Linked DNA regions of Capra hircus: region 1 is linked to region 2. The links are chromatin contacts, called in public Hi-C maps. All regions are on one chromosome and are shown on one strand. Each heading gives the region's core, a stretch centred on a gene start, on an enhancer-like site or on the middle of the called end of the contact. The rest is flanking DNA. Distances are from core to core; before and after follow the strand shown. Region 1 has its middle 21 kb from the start of MCM3. Region 2 overlaps PAQR8 (membrane progestin receptor beta).

The links. Hi-C and Micro-C count contacts between places; a contact is called where the count stands out from the background.
Region 1: a Hi-C map of blood shows a contact between it and region 2, with 2.5 times the contacts expected there. The contact joins two enhancer-like sites. A contact is called at or near these places in 3 of 5 Hi-C or Micro-C datasets (all in blood).

The regions. Positions count from the first base shown.
Region 1 is chr23:24,429,825-24,433,740 of ARS1.2, forward strand. No RefSeq gene overlaps it. Among named protein-coding and RNA genes, the nearest start is that of MCM3, 21 kb to the right of the region's middle. Within about 2 kb of position 1,322, at least 3 of the 5 cell types and tissues checked have an H3K27ac peak or open chromatin away from gene starts, as enhancers often do.
Region 2 is chr23:24,339,162-24,342,741 of ARS1.2, forward strand. All of the region lies in intron 1 of PAQR8 (membrane progestin receptor beta), which reads right to left. Among named protein-coding and RNA genes, the nearest start is that of EFHC1, 16 kb to the left of the region's middle. Within about 2 kb of position 1,835, at least 4 of the 5 cell types and tissues checked have an H3K27ac peak or open chromatin away from gene starts, as enhancers often do.

The sequences.
Region 1 (3,916 bases), core at 72-2,571, 90 kb after region 2:
TAATATTATTGAAGTGGATTTTCATTAGGAGGAAAAGCATCAGGAAAGGCACTGCAGTGGTGTGAGCAGAAGTCCTCTGCAGCTTCTTAGTTCCAGCTCTAGGCAGTTCGTAGGGCTTTCCACCTGAGTTGGCAACACCAGAACTCTCATGTTAAAGTCTACTCTTCCTTGTGGTTTTCATCCTGAAAATGTTAAGGAATAACTTATCTGTCCTTTTTCTGCACTGCTGTGAAGCAGATCCTTCTGCATAATAATACAGTCAAAATCCAGAGTTAAAATTTTAACTAAAAGCCAGAAATCTGACATTGAAAAGGATCTTGTCTTTTTTGTCCCCCCCAAAAATACTGTCTCTTCATGTGTTTCTTTGTGGGGGAACTGCATGATCAGGACAAGTGAAATCTGTGAAGTAGTTTGGGTTTTCAAGGCACTCTTTGATTTTAGTGCATGGGAGGGGACTTTCCACTGAATTTCACTAATATGTTAGCTTGGAGAAGAGAGTCAGAAGGCCTGGAGAAATTAAAAGTCCTTTAGCAGAAGTCATCTGTGAAGAAAAGAAGACAATCTTAAATCCCCACTAAGAACCTAGTCTTATTTGTGCTGGGCCATTCTATCACAAGAGTCAGACAGGACTTAGTGACTAAATCACCACCATTTTGTCCTGGCTACTGTCCTGCTGAGTCTGTAAGAAAATGGGCAGAGGAGGCCGATGTGTGGTTTACACAGATGTAATGACATTCACACCCTTAACCGGTTCATAATGGCAGGGCTGATATTCATCAGCTAATTCAACCTTGAGCTTCCTGGTGGGTGCCCACACCTACCTGGGGGAGAAACATTTCACTGACCATCATGAGGAAAAGCATACACACCCACACATCACTCTGGCCAGCTCAGCTCAGTGGTGCCCACAAGCCCCCAGGCATGCGTTGTGGATCCAGCTGGGGCAGCGCTGCATGGCTGCCATGCTGTGGCTGGGATTGGGGAGGCTGAGCGGTGGCTGCCCTGGCCCAGGCCGTGCAGGTCCAACTGAATCAAGCCATCCTCCATCTGTGGTCATCCACTTTGCTTATAGAGACACTTTGTCCCCCCGACCTTGGAAGACGAGCCCCCAGGACCAGGGTGCTCCCCACGCTGCTTCGCATTTGTTGGCAGGACCTCTGAGTGTGTAGACTAAGCCCCCACAGATGGAGCCCAGCCTTCCGGATGTCTCAGGAGACATTTTATTATATCTGCAAAAAGCTGGCCTGCATCTTCAAAGGGAGGCCACCCACTTGAAACTGCTTCTCTCTGTGCCTCAGAAAGCAGCTGTTAGACCGTATTGGCTGGCCTCCCTGCTGCCTCTGACCTTGAGTGTTGATCTAGAGCTGGGCACGCCTTTCGAGACATTGGAGATGCCATCTGTGCTATCTTTCAGGACCTCCAGAAAAGGCAGCCTGACCTACAGGAGGTCGTGGAAAGATCCCAATGTGAGGTGGGGCTACTGGAGGCATACGTAGAAAACTATCTTAACAGCTGTCAGTGTCTTTCATGTCCTGCTGGTCTCGACCTTTATTTCAGCCAAGTGTTTGTCAGTTGCCTTGGATCCAGCCATAATTCACATGTGTTGGAAGCAAGTCAGCTTTGCCATAGGGGAGATGCAGGCACTCTCTTACCCGCTGTCCAGAAAGAAATAGGGGGGTGTCACAGGGCTTGTCCCAGTGGGTGGTGGAACGTACCCTCTGTTTTAGTGGTGTACAGCTCAGTACCACCAATCTGTCACCCCTGAGGAGCTGTGTTTCAACAGGTGATCTGGGCTGTCTGGGGCACTGTGGAGCAGGCCTTCAGACAGCTGACAGGCCAGCAGCAGTGTAGCCACTGGGAAGTGGAATGTATCGGTGAGGTGGTCACTGGCTGTTGCTGGCTCCATAATCTGCATTGTGGTTGTTGCTGTTCAGTTGCTCAGCTGTGTCCAACTCTTTGTGACCCCATGGGCTGCAGCACACCAGGCTTTCCTGTCCTTCACCATCTCCCAGAGCTTGCTCAAAGTCATAGCCATTGAACTGGTGATGCCATCCAACCATCTCATCCTCTGTTGTCCCCTTCTTCTCCTGCCTTCTACCTTTTCCAGCATCAGGGTCTTTTCCAGTAACTTGGCTCTTCGTATCAGGTGGCCAAAGTATTGGAGCTTCAGCATCAGTCCTTCCAATGAATATCCAGGGTTGTTTGAGGAAAGGTCTAATGCCCAGAGTTGGACCACAGCCTCCACCCTTGCTACACACAGCAGAACCGCAAAGGATGAGGCACAAAGGCTGCTGAGGTTCCAGGTGCGTCAAGCCAACAGCCGGCACCTGGCATTTTTGGCCGGGCCAACCCAAGGAGATAATTATCCATCCTGCTTTTTCATTTGACTTTCCCCTTCAGGTCCTTTTCCTTCTTTCCACATTAACCCTCCTTTTTCCATTCCTGAGAATAAAGTACTGTTGCTGATGTTTGTATTAATAAGGCTCCAAGGTGTTGTATCTTCTTATAAAGTGCCGAGAGGGCATGTACGCTGGTCATCCCCAGCCATAGGAGAACAAATTGTTTTCACTGTCAAAGGAGCCTATAAACAATTGGTTATAGGTGCGTGGCTGCTTTATAGCCCAAGAAGTTGATAGTGGCTGACATACACATCTGTTGGTTCTACTTTAAATTTCTTGAGTCCCACTTTGATCACTCATAAAGGCATAAACATTTATCTACCTCCCTTTACACCAGTACACACACAAATGTGCCCTTCTCTTCACCAACTCTGTTCAAATAATAATCTCTATTAGTTTCCTACTGTTGCTGTATCAGTTCCAGGTGGCACTATTGGTTAAGAACCCGCCTGTCAATGCAGGGGACATGAGACATGGGTTTGATCCCTGGGTCAGGAAGATCCCCTAGAGGGCATGGCAACCCACTCCAGCGTCCTTGCGTGGAGAAACCTATGGATAGAGGAGCTTGGCAGGCTACAGTCCACCGGGTTGAAAAAAGTCAAACACAACTGAAGTGACTTAGCATGCAAACATGCTAAGCACATATGTTGTAACAAATTGCCACAAACTTAGCAACATAACACAAGTGGGACTTGCAAAAGGCACAGGGGTGACACACTGTGGTCCCTTGGGAGAACTGCAGTTAGTTCTGCAGGGTGGGGTGAGAGGGGGAATTGTGGGGCTGCAGAGGATCCAAGCTAAGGAGCTTGAACATTTTCCTAAGAGCCAAAGAGAAGCACTGATGGAAATCACCCAGAGAGGTGACATGATCACTTTGGCCTTTAAAAAAAGATAACCCTTTAGGAGTAAAGAGGGATGAACTGGAGGGGGAAGGAGAGGGAGCTGGGGACAGGAGGACCAGCTAGGAGGTGAGCAGGAGTTATACAGGGAGGGTGGAGAGTGAACTGTACAGTTGTGTGTGTGTGTGTGTGGTAATTAGACTACGTGTGTGTGTGTGGTAGTTAATTAGACTATGTGTGTGTGTGTGTGTAGGCTAATCAACTTGACTACATAAGAACTTCTTCGTTGTTAAGCACCCGCCTTTTTCCAGTTGTGATTGGCCATTGTAGGACTGCAGCCCAGTAGCTCATTGGATGATGGGGCTGTTCGTTCTCCGGGTTGAGTTAACCAGAGGGATTCCTGAAAGAGGTAGTTTCTGCCCTGACCCTTACAGTTTTCAGAAGGCGAGAACATTTCCTTGGTCTCTCTCAGTCCTCCTTCCAGCCTACCCTCACCCACCTAGCTGAGGCTACAACTGTCAGAGGCAAATGGTGGGCTGGAGTTGTGCAGAGCTGGAAAGGAGCCTTGGTTTCCCCATCTTTTGAAGCGGAGCCAGACAACCCCTAGATCCAGCTGCGATTTGATTTAGCTGTGTTTACCTGGTGTCCTGCCCCCTTTTAAGTTTTCTCTCCTTCCCT
Region 2 (3,580 bases), core at 585-3,084:
AAGACCAAGGAATATTCTGGGAAATCTTAACAGTTGAACAAAATTAACATGTGGCCTAAATTTAACAAGAAATCTAATTGCAAAGATTGTGTGTGTGTATGTTTAAATTATGCTCTGGAAAGCAAGTAGTTTTGGACTCGCCTTTCCTGTGTACCCATATCCGTATGGGATAAGTTTCAGGCTTCAAAAATATTTAACTTGCACTTGGAATTTTTAGGTGATACATGAACCAGATAAGCATGGTGATTATTTCATAAAAGCGCTGCAAAATTTCAGATGAAGTTACTGAATAAAGCAATGGATTTTCAGTCTATCTACAGATACCTTCATATTCCTCAAACTCTTTCCTTCAGAAAAGTTCAAAACCTGATTGATTCAAAAGGACTCCCTTTCTTCAGAGTCCTTTAGCAAAGGATACAGCCAGTGTTTCTCAGGGCACTGCAGATGTTAGCCAAGCAAATGTCATCTTCCCATACACACTTCTTAATCAATATTAAAAGCAAAAAAAAATACCTCATCGGGTCAAAAATGTAGGGCATGGAAATTAATAAAATGTAAATACAAAGTCTAGGGAGACCTGGAGTCAAGCGTTTGGTTGGCTGCTCCCTGGGTGACCTTGGGTCAGTCACAGACCTTGCTAAGCTTCAGTATCTTCATCTGTAAAATGGGGTGATCACTGTCCATATTGGGTGGGATGTTTTGATGGTTAAATGAGAGACTCTAAACAAAGTGAGGAGCATTCTGCCTGGCCCAGCTGGGTGTTTGAGTGTCAAATCCTGCTGCTATTCTATGACTGGGAGCCGGGCTCTGTGCTGGGGTATGGAGACTGATTAGATCTGCTCCCTGCCTTGGAGGAGGTCAGACTCTACAGGACGGACAGATACACAGGTAAATCATGACAGAAACCTGGGATGAGTGCCCCACGAGAGGTGAGGGCAGTTTTAACAATTGATAAAATATAATTATTTAAGGACAGGACAGGGGCCACCCATAAGCGATACATGAATAGAACAGAGAACACACATCCAAACAATTCGAATAAGAGATATACTTGTTGCCCACAGACCACGAGGTCTCTGTAAACAACCAAAGCAGAAGGTGGAAAGGGTGGGTGAGCGGGCTTTTCCAAGCGACCTCTGAACTAACTTTTAAGGAAAAGTCAGAATTCCCAAGAGACAATGGGGAAGTGGGTTTGGGTTGGGGTGTGAGGGTAGAAGATATTCAGGCAGAGAGCAGGGTCAAAGCCCAGGCTCCCAAGGAGGTGGCACTTGTGTGGCTGGAAGGACGATGCTGGCTCCAGAGATCTGAGCTCCAACCTGCAGTCCCATCAACATGCCTGCAGCGCCAGCCTGGGCTTTGTCATCTGGGAAGCAGAGCTAATGACATAGGACTTTATGACATAATGCCTGTAATGCATTCAACATGGGGCTTGGTCCCAAATCCTCAACTGGCAAAATGTTGCCATTATTATGACATGGTTGGTGGTTGGTGCCAGAGGCAGGGGGCATTGATGAGCAGAGGGCTCAGTGCCTGCTCTGTACCGGGTCCTGAGACATCTGATTAGCCAGCACCCACTATGGATCCCCCACCAGGATCCGGCTATGAACTGTGCCCATAGAGGAATTAAAGACACCAAGAGAAACTAACTAAGCATTACAGAGTCAGTCAGAAAGACAGAAAGAGGGGAAGCGGGAAATGGGAAAAACAAAAAGGTATTATTTGAATACCTTAATTCATTTAAAAACAAGAAAACAGAGAAAGAGGAAGAGCTAAGCAGTGCTTCTGCTATCAGCCAGCAGAGGGATCCAAGAGCCCGGAGTTTTGAGTTCTGCAGCCTCGCCTCCAGCTGACCTCGGTGGCAGCTGGTGACAGCACAGCAGGGGAGGTGGGGAATGGGTGGGGTGCACTGGCCCTGGGATCGGTGGATCCACTGCAGGGCTGGGCCTGGGACGGGACGGCACCGAAGCTAAGATCTGCGTTGGCTGAGAAGCTCTGATGGGGAAGCAAGGCTCCCGGGGGCCTTGGGGAGCTGAAGGGCTCTACTCTTTACACACAGGTTTCTACCACGTCTGGTGAACCACGGAGGGAGATCAGATGAAAGTTATCAGTCTGGTTTTACTGTTTAAAAAAACAGAGGTGAGTCACTTGGGGTATGAGCTGTGGGAGAAGGAATCCCGGAAGAAGCTCCTTGCTACGCCCCACCCGCATTGCCTACTAAGTTCTGTGCGCTTAGTTGCTCAGTCGTGTCTGACTCTTTGCAACCCCAGGGACTGTAGCCCACCAGGCTCCCCTGTCCATGGACATTCTCCAGGCAAGATTACTGGAGTGGTTTGCCATTTCCTCCTCAGGGGTATCTTCCCGACCCAGGAATCGAACCCACATCTGCTGCGTCTCCTGCAATAGACACAGGTAGATTCTTTACCTGCTAAGCCAGCAGGAAAGCACCCTGCTACCCCCTTAGACAGGCTTAACTTCACCAAGACAGAGTGGGCACCGCTTCCAGAAACAGGCATCCAAGGGCCAGCTGTAGGGACTTCCCTGGTGGTCTAGTGGCTTGGGCTCTGCACTCCCAGGGCAGGGGGCCTGGATTCAATCCCTGGTTGGGGAACAAAATCTCACATGCCGCAACTAAGACTCAGTGCAGCCAAATAAACACAAATTTTTAAAAAGGGGGGCCTGCTGTAAAGTCTGAGAGCACACTTTGGAGGAAACCACATCTTGACACCATGGCGTTGGTGCAGGCACACACACATACCCAGCTTTCCCTAAGGTCCCTCCTGACTCCCCACCTCTACCCTCAAGATGCCCTAGCTCCCACCTACCCTGGCCTTGCCTCCCCATCACACTTCTCTCCCAGTCCCTGACCCCTGGTGATGCACTCACTTCCCCACCAACAGCCCGTCTAAGGGCAGGGACTTTGTGGTGTGCAAGTTCTCAGGCTAAAATGGTTTGCAGCATATAAAATAATCATATCCTTAATCATGATTTACTGAACAAACAGTTCTTTAGGCCTAGACATACAGCACCAATTTCATTCTGTTCTGCCAGGTTGAGGGGAAAAAAAAAGAAAATCATGGTTTGTAAGTTGGGAAGTCTGGCTGTTAATATTTGCTCTACACAATGAGCTATGTGGTCATGCCCAAGACGTTTAACTACTCAAGGTCATTCTCCTCATAAATAAGAGTAGGTGGGAGATGTTTTCCTGTCTCTCTACGTCTTAGAAAAAAGAGTCAATAATGAAAAACGAGCAGTTGCTGAACAGTACTTTGAAAAGACAAACCATGCACATTAAAGTATCAGCAAGAATGGAGCTAAAGAACACACAGACGGGTTACAATTAGTAACATACTTATTTTGTACCTTATGATTGATTTTAATGCAATCTTTGAAAACAGAAATGGAATTTAATAATTTTGGATACATTTCTGGATTCTTCATAATACTTCTCCCAACTGCTTTATATAGAGTTTAATTAGATTTAGATTGTAATGGGATTGGAATCAAAAGTTCTGTTTCTTGAGTTCAATATCCGCACCATGAATTCAGTTCAAATTTATAAGAAAGTACTGTAAAATATTAC